2 separate regions of the Gossypium hirsutum genome follow, and region 1 is linked to region 2. A link is a contact called in public Hi-C data. All regions are on one chromosome and are shown on one strand. Each heading gives the region's core, a stretch centred on a gene start, on an enhancer-like site or on the middle of the called end of the contact. The rest is flanking DNA. Distances are from core to core; before and after follow the strand shown. Region 1 holds the start of LOC121221185 (ACT domain-containing protein ACR6). Region 2 holds the start of LOC121221139 (transcription factor TCP20).

Evidence for each region. Hi-C and Micro-C count contacts between places; a contact is called where the count stands out from the background.
Region 1: a Hi-C map of leaf shows a contact between it and region 2, with 2.2 times the contacts expected there. The contact joins the promoter of LOC121221185 here to the promoter of LOC121221139 in region 2. A contact is called at or near these places in 14 of 34 Hi-C or Micro-C datasets (hypocotyl, leaf and seedling).

Annotation. Positions count from the first base shown.
Region 1 is chrD09:13,837,379-13,844,025 of Gossypium_hirsutum_v2.1, forward strand. LOC121221185 (ACT domain-containing protein ACR6) reads left to right here and starts at 1,516. Exons shown (of 7, transcript XM_041101820.1): 1 at 1,516-1,809; 2 at 2,029-2,074; 3 at 2,156-2,270; 4 at 2,353-2,420; 5 at 2,507-3,112; 6 at 3,338-3,442; 7 at 3,550-4,160. The coding sequence starts at 1,763. The coding sequence ends at 3,897.
Region 2 is chrD09:13,662,228-13,669,668 of Gossypium_hirsutum_v2.1, forward strand. It overlaps LOC121221139 (transcription factor TCP20), which reads left to right and starts at 5,513. Exons shown (of 4, transcript XM_041101688.1): 1 at 5,513-5,877; 2 at 5,972-7,074; 3 at 7,180-7,239. The coding sequence starts at 5,856. The coding sequence ends at 6,855.

The DNA of each region.
Region 1 (6,647 bases), core at 266-2,765, 170 kb after region 2:
GGTCAATGTTGGAGATTGAGAAAAGACTTGTTTGAAATTTGGTTCGCAGATGAGTGACGTCTAAAGTTGTTTCATGAAAAAGAACTGAGCTATAGAAGAAAATGGGAAAGAAAGTTTTCGATTGGTGCAAACAATGCAAATAGAGAAAGCCATATAATATCAATTTTAACAGTCTGATGACTTTAATGAAAACTTTTGAATAATTCAATGATCAAATTATAATTTCTTTTAGTTTAGTGGCCAAAATGAAAACTTATACATAGTTTAGTGACCAATGGTTTAGTTTATCTTAAAATTATCAAAATTTAAGATGAATGGACAAATTATCTTATTAAGTTTATTTGGTTGGAATATAAGTTATGTTGTTTGGTTGGTGGAATATAAGATTGCATAAAAGCATATAATAAATATGCTATAACCCCTCCCCAGCCCATAAATAAGAGGATAATGTGTTTCATCGCATTCGAACCCACATCCTCCTGTGTTGACAACAATAGCAATGTCAATCGAGTTAAAACTCAATTAATATAAAATTTATCTTTTTATTGATGAAAGTTGAAAGTTATAATATTTTATTTTATTAATAAATACATTTATGTAATAAATTAATTTCATATTTTTTCCTAAAATAAATAAATTAAAATTGAAGAAGATAATAACATATAATAACATACTAAAGGTTCTCTTTTCATCAAAGTGAGAGAGAAAAAATGAAAAACAACACATTTTTTTTTACTAAAAATGCATTTGTTATAATCTAAGGATAAATTTAATCAAAATAATAAAAAATTGGAAAAATTTTGTTTTAGTAATATTTAATGGTCTTTTGTTTTAATTTTTTCTTTTATTTTGCTTCTAATATATATATATTATAAGCATATTTTTAGAAGTTAATTGCATTATACATCTCTAAATTATAACTTGTATTTTAAAGTGATTTTCAAATTTTAAAATATTCTAGTTATATCCCTAAACTATCAAAGTTATATCAATAAGATGTTTACGTTATTAAAATTATTAATTTAATTATTAAATAAGATGTCAAATCTTATGGTATAATTTAAAATGAAAATTTTAAAGAAAAATGAAAATTATAAAAAAGGATGCTGTAAAAATATTGATTTTGAAATTTTTGAAGCTCTTTATATTATTAATACATTAATATAAATAACATCACTACCAAAATAGAGAAAACAAAGGTTGCTTAAAACACTGAGACTAATATAAAATAATATGAAGATGAAGAAGAAAATGCCGCCGAAAACACGGGAAAAAAATCTCCGACCAAACTGTAATCACCACCTGCTTGTCACACTCCCTATTGTGATCACCACAGTTAAATACTAGATAAATAAAAAAGGTCAAAAGTACAACATTCGTCAACACGCACGAGCCTGACCACGGGCAGCAATAACGACTTTCCAACCAATCATTTATTTACACGTCCCCAATATATTACATTTTCGGACACTCTTCTTCTAATTTATTTTTAAGCTTTCAATTATTATGTAGTCCTACTATTTTTATTTTCCTAACTCGTGCTTTCCTTGAATATTGGTTTCGGAAGACCTATTTTTATTTTTATTTATTTTCAATTTTGTACAGTATCATACAAAAAGAATAATAAAAGTTGCCCTTTTGGAAATTCTGAGTTCTGGGATTTCTGAGCTAATCAATTTCTTTTTTGAAAAAGTTTGGTTTTCTTCTTTGGTGCTTGTGGTTTTTCAGCTTGGAGAAATTTGGTTTTCTTTTTTCTTGAGAAATGGATGATGAATATGCTAAGCTTATCAGAAGGGTAAACCAACCCAGGTAATTTTTTCTCCTTTTTTTCTTTGAGAGATTTTCGTTTGAATTTATTGGTTAGATTTTTTGAGTTCTTTTCCCCCCCTGCTGTTTTGGATGAAGAAATTGAAGAAGATTAGAGTTTGTTCATATATTTTTTCATAAAAAACTGAAGCAAATTTGGCATGTCGTATTCTTGTCTCTTTATTGCTTTTAATTTGAGATGTATGGTTTTTGTTGTTGCAGAGTGGTGATTGACAATAATGCTTGTGAGGATGCCACAGTTATCCAGGTAAAAAGCTTAATTAGCTTGAATTATGATATGTGGGTAACCAGTTCCTTATATTTGGATATTGGGGAACTTTCTCTTCAGGTTGACAGTGTCAACAAACATGGGATTCTCCTGGAAGTAGTTCAAGTGCTTACTGATATGAATCTTACAATAAGAAAAGCATACATAGCATCTGATGGAGGATGGTTTATGGATGGTAAAACTTTTCCCTTAAAAACACTCTTCAATTTATACTCAACATACACTGATTTCTTTTAGTATTGTTGCTCATGTTTCAGTTTTCAATGTTGTTGACAATGATGGCAACAAAATCAGAGATAAAGAAATTATTGACTATATTCAAAGGGTAAGAAATAAGAACCTACCTCATGTTACTCTTTTGGCCTTACAGATTTTTAACTATTTTTCACCTTAAATTTTAATTTTTTACAGAGAATCGAAACTAGTGCGGGCTTTGTACCATCACGGAGAGGCTCCGTAGGTGTAATGCCATCAGAAGAGCATACATCAATTGAACTTGCAGGGACTGATAGGCCTGGTTTATTATCTGAAGTATGTGCAGTCCTGGCGGACCTGCGTTGCAACGTTGTAAATGCCGAGATTTGGACCCATAACACCCGTGCTGCAGCTGTAGTTCATGTGACAGATGATTCGACAGGCTGCGCAATCACCGACCCAAAACGTCTCTTGATGATAAAGGACTTGCTTTGCAATGTTCTCAAAGGAAATGATGACTTGAAAACAGCAAAAACAATGCTTTCAGCTCCCGGTGTCATGCATAGGGAGCGAAGGTTGCATCAAATCATGTTTGCAGATAGGGACTACGAAAGGGTGGAAAAAACTGGAGTCAGGGCAGTCGAAGAGAGGAGCTCGAGACCCCAAGTTAATCTGTTGAATATTGAGAAAGATTACACTGTTATTACCATGAGGGCAAAAGATAGGCCAAAACTACTGTTTGATATTATCTGCACTCTTACAGATATGCAATATGTTGTTTTTCATGGAATGGTCAACACAACGAGGATGGACGCTAATCAGGTGAGATAGTTCTTTTACCATTTTAATGTGATGGCAGTCCTATCAGCCACTGATATATATATATATTGATCAACTTGCTGATGCAATATTGAAGCAATTGGTGTAAGATGAAGCTGACATTGTAATCCATTTTGTGTTGGAATTCTACTCAGTTGAGCACAAGTTGATATGCTTAGAATTGTAGATTCGACAGTGTTAATGGCATCAGCTTTTTTGTCTTTGTAGGAATTTTATATCCGACATGTAGACGGGCTCCCGATCAGTTCAGAAGCAGAGTGTGTCCGTGTTATACAATGTCTTGAAGCAGCCATCGAGAGGAGAGCATCTGAGGTATAGGAAACCATCTCCCTGTCACCTTACACAAGAAGAAACTTTTGATTATGACAATCTGAACATAGTGTCCTTGATGTTATACCCTGCAACATTTCATGGTACAGGGGCTGGAGCTAGAATTGTGCACAGAAGACAGGCTTGGACTACTGTCCGATATTACCCGGATTTTCCGGGAAAACAGCTTGTGTATCAAGAGAGCATTAATCTCGACGAAAGGTGGTAAGGCCAAGGACACCTTCTATGTCACAGATATGACTGGAAATCCGGTCGATCCCAAGATTATTGATTCAATCTGTCGACAGATAGGCCGGAGTGCACTGCAGGTGAAACATAATAGATCAAGTCTTGCACCAAAACCACCTCATCAAGAGACAACAATGAGTTATTTGTTCGGGAACTTGTTCAAAGCACGTACTTTTCAGAATTTCAAGCTAATCAGATCTTACTCATGATTTCTATCCCTGTATAGTCTTCCTCTATTGGATGAAGATATGAAGTCAAAAGATATAGATGGGGAGCAAGACAAGTCTCCCTTTCATAGTTACCAATATACTGATACAGTGAAAGTTACTGGTGGTGGTTGTGTATCTTTCATTATATCACTTGTAAGTAACATCTGTACAAAATGAACGTTTGCATGGATTGCTCATAAGATGCAAGTTTGTATAGAAAGTAGACTAGGTGAATAAGAAAAACAAAGTAAGTTTCTTCTGGATCTTATTGTGTACATTAATTAAGTGTTGTTTTTATTTTTGTACCCTTGAAATGATTTCAGGGGAAAAACACATAATAAAATTTGATTTTACAAATTTGCATTAAGTTGTCCCAAGCAAGGAGAATGAATGCACAATCTCAAATTTGGGTGCTCTCAGTTAGGACAACTTATTTAGGGTTTTTAATGAAGAAGGAAGAAAAGGATTGAAAAGAAAGGAAATATGGAAGGAAGTAAAGGTAAAAAATTACATTGGTATTATTTAAATACTATAATTTTATTTTTAAAAAAAAGAAATTTATTATATATTTATATTATTTTTTTATAGTTTTATAATTTGTATTATGTAAATTGACTAAGTTCATTTATCATATTGTATTTTGAATTTTTTCATATTGCGTTTGTATAAAGTTTGAATTTAACTAATATTTTGTATAGTTTACAATAGTCTTCAATTTAGAAAAAAAAAATTCTGTTCATTTTGTTTTTAATTTTTTTATATATATTTGCACAATTTTATCACGGGGACTGATTTTGAAACGAAAATTGTATGTTTCAATCATTATAAATTTATAAAAAATAATATTACACATTAATAACTAATAATTAAATTTTTACATATTGATATATTTTTGTCTTGTTCAATTCACTTTCTTATGTGTATCATGTTTTAATATTTTTCATATTATTTTTATGTTATATCTCAATTAATTTCATATTTAAATGATTTTCTATAATAATTTCATTTTAATTTTAAATATATTTTAATCTATTCTTTTTAATGTATATGTTCTAGTAAACTGTAAATTTGTAATTTAAAGTGGTGCTCAAGATTTTAAATCCCCGTGATGATCTTAAGACGACTTTAATGCACTATTGATATTATGTAATTTTTAGCGGTTCACTTCGATAATTATTATTTTTAACTCAGATTTAGCAACTAAATTTAATTTAGTAAAATCAAATTCTGCTTGTTAGCACGTTTTCCTCTACTTGTTAGCATGTTTCTTTTCTTTGCCTTTCCATATCAAGTTGTCCTTGTTTGTTTTTGTGTTTTCTTGTTTTTAAATGGCGGCGGTGGAAGAGATTCTTGTTGATTTGTCCATTGGAGAGGAGGAGGTGGTGGTCATACCACTTGGTTTGGGAGAACCAGGTGTTGGGGTGTCCTATGAGTATTGTTTTGTAGGTATCTTTCTGACTTCCAATGTGATTAATTTCCCATCGATGAAGGCGACTTTGGCGAATGTATGGCACCTGGTTGGAGGTATTCCAATTTCTTATTTGAATGAGGGTCGCTATCTCTTTTGATTGTATTATTAGGTGGATGCGGATAGAATTGAGGCTGTGGTCCATGGACTTTTAACTCTCATTTCCTTCTTATGCATCGTTTGTGGGGTGGGGAAGATCTTATGGTTGTTCCTTTGGTTACTGTTGATTTTTGGGTTTTAGTCCTTGACTTGCCCCATGAATCCATGGAGTTGGTAGCGCGGCAGTTGGGTAATTTCATTGGCCAATTCCTTGAGTACGATGTAAAGGGGATTTCGTTGTGATATAGGGGGCCATAAGGGTTACGACTCATCTTGATATTCGAAGGCCATTGAAGCGGAAGAAGAAGGTACTATTGGCCAACAGGAGATAGGTTTATGTGAGGTTTGAGTATGAAAAGCTTTCTCTTTTCTGTTTTCTCTGTGGGAAACTAGGCCATAGGGGAAAGTTTTTATCCCATTCAGGTCCTCCACGACAAACAAGAATTAGAGTTCAGGCGGGACATCTCCCCTAGAGCGTCGACCAGGCGAGCGGTGGTGTCGACTAGTATTTGGTTGAGGGAGGAGGACGACTCTCGTGTTCTGGTTTCTACGGCGAGGAATCCTGAGATTGTGAGGATTAGGGAGAAAATGTCGAATTTCCTTCCCTTGAATTTTGGTGCTAATTGGGATGATGGGCAGGTTGGGGGTTCTATTAAATTGGGTAAGTCTGATTGGACCTTATCTGTGGGTCTGAGTAGTGGAGCTTCAAATGGGTCGATTAGTGGAATAATCAGGTCGTGTAGAATTGGGCCTCTAGGTATGGATTTTGATGAGGAGATAAGCACTGTAGGGGTGCATACACCAATAATGCATATAAAAGGTTTGAAACGTTCCCAGATTCAATCGAAGGAGTTAGGGGAGTGTAGTTTTTTGGTATCAATGGATGCAAATTCTTCATTATCGACGGTCCTGGATTAGCAGGCCAGTCGGTCGCCATGAAACTTTTTTGCTAGAACATCCGGGGTTTGGGGAATCCTCAGACGATTTTTTGTCTTCAGCATGTGCTAAGGGATATTAACCCTCTGTATTTTTTTAGTTGAAACGAAATTACAGAATGATTGTATGGAGAAGGTTTGTTAGATGTGTGGTTTTCAGCATGGTGTGAATGTCGGTTCTATAGGGAGTGGAGGGTCTTTCATTAGGGTGGAAGCAACATTGTATTGTCTCTTTGAGGTCTTTTTCG
Region 2 (7,441 bases), core at 4,263-6,762:
CAGTGTTTCCACAAGTATGGGTCATCCCAAATGTAATATCGAGCGTCGCGTCTAAGCTTGTTCCTCACGGAACGTGCTAACTCAGTGGGTAACGATCTTGTGGCTAGAAAGTTTACTATATTTGTATACCATGGGAGACGTGCCTTGATTGAGAATAGGCTCTCATCAGGGAATTCTTCCTTAATAGGGATGTCGTCAAAAGGTACTTTCATTTTGCTTAAGTGGTCAGCCACTAAATTCTCGCATCCTCTTTTGTCTCGAATCTCGATGTCAAATTCTTGGAGCAGCAAAATCCACCTAATGAGTCTCGGTTTTGCTTCCTTCTTCGTGATCAAGTACATGAGGGCTGCATGATTAGAAAAAATAATTACTTTAGATCCCAATAAATAAGGTCAAAATTTATCTAAAGCAAATACAACTGCTAAGAGTTCTGTTTCCGTAGTGGTGTAGTTGCTCTGCACAGTATCTAGGGTTTTCGAGGCATAACATATGACATGTGGTTCTTTGTCTATCCTTTGCCCCAACACGGCTCCTACACTGCGCTCGCTAGAATCGCACATAATTTCAAACGGGTATTTCCAATCTGGCGGTTGCACTATAGGAACGGAGACTAACTTTTTCTTGAGTGTATCAAATGCCTCCTTACATTTTGGGCCAAACTCAAATTTCTTATCCTTCTGCAACAACTCACACAGTGGTTCAGATACCTTCGAGAAGTTCTTTATGAAGCGCCTGTAGAACCCTGCATGGTCAAGGAAAGAACGAATTTCCCTCATAGTGGAGGGATAAGACAAAGAATTTATAATATCAATTTTGGCCTTATCGACCTCAATTCCTTTAGATGAAACAACATGACCCAGAATTAAACCCTTGTCTACCATAAAATGACACTTTTCATAATTCAATACAAGATTAAATTCTATGCACCTCTTTAAAATTATCATTAAGTTTTTAAGGCATTCATCAAAACAATTCACATATATAGTAAAATCATCCATGAAAACTTCGATAATTTTTTCCAGATATTCAGAAAATATACACATCATGCATCTCTGGAAGATGGCCGGGTCATTACAAATACTGAATGGCATCCTTCTGTACGCAAATGTACCGAATGTGCATGTAAAAGTGGTCTTTTCCTGGTCTTCCAGTGCGACTGGAATTTGAAAGAAACCTGAGTATCCATCAAGACAACAAAAGTGAGTTTTTCTGGCTAATCTTTCAAGCATTTGATCTATAAAAGGAAGAAGGAAATGATCTTTTCTAGTGTATGAATTCAACTTCCTGTAATCAATACAGACGCGCCACCTATTTTGTACTCGAGTAGGTACCAAGTCATCCTCAGCATTTTTCTTTACTGTCACTCCCGTTTTCTTAGGCACAACTTGAACCGGACTTACCCACTTACTATCAGAAATATGGTAAATTACGTCAGCATCCAAAAACTTGATTATTTCCTTTTTTACTACCTCCATCATATTTAGATTTAGCCGTCTTTGCACCTCTCGCCTCGGTTTCGTATCTTCCTCCAAATAGATCCTGTGTGTGCACGTCAAAAGGCTTATCTCTTTTAAGTCTACAATGGTCCAGCCAACCGCCTCCTTATGACTTTTTAGTATATGAACCAAACTTTTTTTTTGGAGAGTCTATTGGAGATTATGACTGGTAAGATATTACTCTGCCCCAAAAATGCATATTTCAGATGCCCAGGAAGCAGTTTCAACTCCAACTCTGGTGCTTGCATAATAGAAGGTAACAGTTTAGTATTTGGAGATAATAACTCATTAACAAATTCAAATTCATCAAGTTCAGAATTATTTCCATAAATTGACTCAAAATTCTCTTCCACCAAAGATTCAATTATGTCGATACGATTTACGCTCAATATTTCTCTTGGATGGCTAATGGCGTCGTAGACATTAAACTTTACGATCTCCCCATCAAAATCTATCGTGAGAGTTCCACTTCAAACGTCGATTTTAGCACTAGCTATACTAAGGAACGGTCGACCCAGTAGGAGATCTGAAGATCTAGGAGTGCTATTCTCCTCCATTTTGATCACATAAAAATCTACAGGGAAAAGAAGCTCGTTAACTTTTACCAAAACATCCTCAAGGACTCCTTCTAGATGCACAACAAACCTGTCCGCCAATTGAATGATGACACATGTTTTTGTCAAAAAACCCGCGTTAAGTAATTCATAAATAGAATACGACATTACATTTATAGAAGCCCCTAGATCACACATAGCTTTCTTAATTCCCAGATGACCTATTTTGCATGGTATTGCAAACATGCCCCTATCCTTGTATTTTGCCGGTATTTTTCGCTGTAACACTGCAGATACATTCTCACCAACTTTCACCCTTTCATTACTTGTTAATTTTCGCTTGTTGGTGCAAAGCTCTTTAAGAAATTTAGCATACCGCAGTATTTGCTTGATGGCGTCCAACAGCGGAATGTTGATCTCAACATTCCTAAATTTTTCAAGGATTTCCTTGTCCTCTTTACCTCTTCGATACTAGTTAAATCGTTCTGGAAATAGAGGTTGAATTTTAGGCAATGGAGGCTTCGGTCAGACCTGTTCATCTTTCTCGATTTTTTCCTGGGTGATTTCTTTGCCAAAACTCCTATCAGGAATTGGTTCCAGTACCTTTCCGCTTCGCAACATCACTACATTCACATTTTGTCTAGGGTTTGGTTCTGTTTGTGACGGCAGCTTCCCTTGAGAGGTTAATTTCTTGATCGATGTGGTTAACTCTCTAATGGACGCCTCGATTTTTTGTTGAAAATCCTTCGTCTCTTTTTAGAAATTAAGAGTTTGTTGTTCGATTTGCTATTGAAAATCAAGAACATTAGCTGCTAACTTATTGACCATGGTTTCTAGAAAATTACCTGAACCTTGAGGCTGTTGTGGAAACCGATTTTGGTATGGCTGGTTATTTCGTGAATTGGCCCCATAACTTAAGTTAGGATGGTCCTTCCACCTTGGGTTGTAGGTATTAGCGTAGGGGTCATATCACCTTTGTGGCGGCCCAGGAAAACTTCTTATAGTATCCAGATGGGCCATGGTATCATCATACAAACTAGGACATGCGTCAGTTGCATGATCAGGTGTAGCACATATTTCGCATAACTAGGCTGTCTTCGCTTTTTCTGCAATAAAAGAGTCTATCATATTAGTAAGTTTATCAACTTTATCCTCTGAGGTTGAATTACTTAGTTGGTGAGCCCTTCTAGGGGGTTCAGTATTGGCTCAGAACTGCTGAGAATTTGCAGCCATCGTGGAGATCAAGTCTCTCGCTTGTTGGGGAGTCATGTTGACCAATACTCCTCCACTAGCGGCGTCTACCATATTCATCTCTATGGGCTTCAAACCTTCGTAAAAATATTGGAGGAGGGATTGCTCTGTTATACCATGTTGTGGGTAGCTTGCGCATAACTTCTTAAACCGCTCCCAATAATCGTAAAGGGACTCAGCTTCTTTTTGCCTTATTTCAACGATCTCTCTTCTTAGCTCAGCTGCTCGAGACGCTAAAAAAAACCTGTTCAGAAACAAACGAGATAGATTAGCCCAAGTTGTAATAGATCCAGAGGGTAAATTAAATAACCATTCCTTAGCGGAATTTGCTAGGGAGAAAGGGAAAGCACGCAATTTAATCTGATCCTCAGTTACCCCTTGAGGTTTCATGCTAGGACAAACCATATGAAACTCTTTCAGATGCTTGTGGGGATTTTCATTTTGTAACCCGCGAAAAGTTGACAGTAACTGGATTAAACCTGACTTCAACTCAAAATTAGTATCCACAGTAGGATACGCGATGCATAATGGTGGTTGTTCTGTTGGAGCTTCGGCCAGTTGTCGAATCATTTGAGCCGTGTGCTAGATTCGAGATTTTGTTAACCCTAGCGTTAAGCACTTCTTCTGGTGAGTCGACTTCTACTTTTTCACTTTCAAGTGTTCGAGTAAGGTTTTCATTAACCCTAGACTCAGCTTCGTCGTCGACTTTGATTTCTGGCGGTGGGTTACTTTGAGTTCCAACCATCGCTGACTGCTTTTTCTGTAACTTTGTCTCCTTGCGATTAGCTCTAGCAGTCTTCTCAATTTTTGAATCGAACGAAAGAGTACCTGGAGCAGATCTGGTCATAAGAAACAAAAAAACAAGATTAGTACGTTGCCAATCCCCGGCAACGATGCCAAAATTTAATGCGGTCATTGAAAGCACAAAAAATATCCTATTCGTAATAAATAATGAAAAATAATAGTAAAAGGGAAGTAGGGTCAAATCCTCAAGGACTGGATTTGCACAATATCTTGTTCTGTGAAATCCTAGGCAGAATCTTGCCTAAGAAAACCTGCGTTCCTGAAAAAAATAAAAAAAATAGAAGAATTAAAGGTTTGGATCTGGAAACGAAAAATAAAATAAAAACAGAATTAGGAATATTGAATCAAAAATTCGAGAAAAATAGAGTTGAGAGAAAGAAAATTCTTATGGGAGATTCTAGCCTCCAGTTATCTCATTTCGCCTTGGGTTCAATCCTCGACTTTTAGATGATCCTTCCCAAACCAAATAAGCCAGTTATAGTGGAAGAGGATGCCTCGACCACCAGCTCCAAGGATTTAGACTTACGATTTGGTGGAACCTGACTCTAGCCAACAATAGCTTCTATGAGATCATCTTATGCTAGATCAACGCTTCTCAATGGCGAATCCCACGCCATTTTGTCTCTTGGGCTCGCCAACCTCTGACGCAGTAAGCTAACGAACCGACTGTGCAACCTTCCCAAAACATACGAAGCGGTCGCCTTTGCATACGTTGAAAAGCTTACTTCTTAAGGGATATGGATGGAAGCGTCAGCCCCGTAGTGCGAAGAAACGATGAATACTCGTTGAGAAGGCTAAGTACAGATTCTAAGCCTCATGAACCCTTTTGGAGATTTTCGACAACCTTTGGCTAGATGGGTTTAGTGGCTCATGGTTGTGGTAGAAAAGAAAATAAATAAAATAAAAATAGAGATTTTATTGAAAGGAAATATGAGAAGAACAAAAGCCTAGACTTTTGGAGAAAGAGTGTTTACAGAAAAGGATCCTCCTCTTTTGAGTTATTTCATCCCCTATTTATAGTGCTAGGGGAGATACCTATTTAAATTCCTAAAAGATAAATACATTTAATTGAAGATAAATAAAAATAAATAAAATAAAATCTTAAAAATAATTCTTAATAATTATCTTAATATTAATTATCCTAATATAATTAAAATAGAGTTTAATAGAATAAAATCTCTTCTTTTTGCATTTCAACCCTTGTGTTCTCCATACTTGCACTTTTGGCATCAACTTTTCCTTGTGTCGCACATTGGCCCATTTTATTTCTAAATTCAGGCTTTTGGCCCTTAATTTTGCTTTTGCCTCAAATTTAGCCCCTATAAGATAAAAGATTATAAATAATTTAAATTAACAGGATCATACTCAGAATAAATACATAATTAAGATATAAAAATACATTATTCTAGAGTGTTATCAAATCTCTTACAAGAGATGGAACCATTAGTATGATGCCTGCCGAAATAATATTGTAGCAAGTAAAAGGTAAAGGCGAAGTGAAGAGAACGCTAAGAGAATCAGCCATCAATCATGGAAATGGGCAGTTAAAGTTACTATCGTATCAGAAGTATTAGTCAAAACCCGTTCACTACTGTAAGAAAAAGAGTAAGAAAGGACAGTGAGAGAAAGTAGGAAGACATGTTGTAAAACCAAGATAAAATTTTTGACATTTTGGGGGTGTGCTTTGGGATTTCAATATTATATTACTAGTTTGTCTTTCACATTCCTTGCCAAAAACAGTGAAAAACTCATGAAAGTGGAGGACTTTTCAGGTAACCTTCTTCAATCTAAGAAACTTAGTTTTTTTGGCTTTAATTTGCTTTGCCCCCACCTTACCACCCCTTTACCTGTTCATGGATCCCAAAGGCTCCAAGCAGCCACCAGCTGAAGTATCCAACTTCTTGAGCTTGCCACCACAACCCCAACAACAGCCTCATCAAAGCATGGGAGAGAACAAAGCAGGTGAAAGCAAGGGTTTCCGGATTGTTGCAAGTAAAGAAGAAGGGAAGAAACAACAGTTGGCTCCAAAGAGAAGTTCTAACAAAGACAGGCACACTAAAGTTGAAGGGAGAGGTAGAAGAATAAGGATGCCTGCTTTATGTGCAGCTAGAATCTTTCAGTTGACCAGAGAATTGGGACACAAATCTGATGGGGAAACCATACAGTGGCTGTTACAACAAGCTGAACCATCAATAATAGCCGCCACGGGGAGCGGAACCATACCAGCTTCAGCTTTGGCAGCAGCTGGAGGCTCAGTTTCTCATCAGGGGGCCTCTCTGTCAGCTGGATTGCACCAAAAGATGGAAGACTTAGAGGGGTCCAGTATAGGGTCTGGAAGCAGTAGGACCAGTTGGGCAACGGTTGGTGCCAACAATTTGGGGAGACCCCATCATGTAGCAACAGGGTTATGGCCCTCAGTCAGTGGTTATGGGTTTCAGACATCATCTGGTCCATCTACAACCAATTTAGGCACTGAAAGTTCTATTTATCTGCAAAAAATCGGGATTCCTGGTTTTGATTTGCCAGCTACTAATATTGGTCAGATGAGCTTCACCTCAATCTTAGGTGCGGCTAACCAGCAACTCCCTGGTTTGGAACTTGGGTTGTCTCAAGATGGTCATATTGGGGTTCTAAATCATCAAGCCTTAAGCCAAATTTATCAACAAATGGGGCAGGCTAGGGTGCTCCAGCAAAAGCAGAATCAGCAAAATCCCCCTGCTAAGGATGATTCCCAAGGATCAGGCCACTAAAGTTATAAACTTTGGGTACATACTAGCATTCCTAAGAGAGGATGACTTTCTTTCTTGTAATGGTTTCAGTATTGTATAATTGAAAAAAAAAAAAGAAAAAGAAGAAAAAAAGAGTGAGAAAAATGTGTACTTAGCCTCTCAGAATTCTACAGGGACAGAATGGACTTTAGTTTTGCCCCCTTCTCTCTGCACTGCATCACCCAAGTTTCCATTACACAGGTGCTTTTCTTGTTTCTTGCATCTATTGAGCTTGCATCCTCAAACCTCTTCAGAGAATTATTAATCTTCTCTTTCTTTTTTTCTTTTCTGGTGTGGAATGTGCAGGTGGAGCTTTGCACAGCCTAGTAGCTTGGTTTTGGGCTTAACTTGTTTCTTGATTCAAAGGTTTGTTGATTGTGTTGTAAGGAAGATTTAATTACTTCTTCTTCTTCTTCTTCTACTTCTTCTTCTTCTCTAGGTCTGGACGGAGTGGCAATGGATTTGTTTGTGAAAAATTAAACATAGAAATTTACAGTCATACATGTCCATTTCATCTTGGATCAACTAAGAATTACTCCAAAAGAATATATTGTTTGCACACAAATGG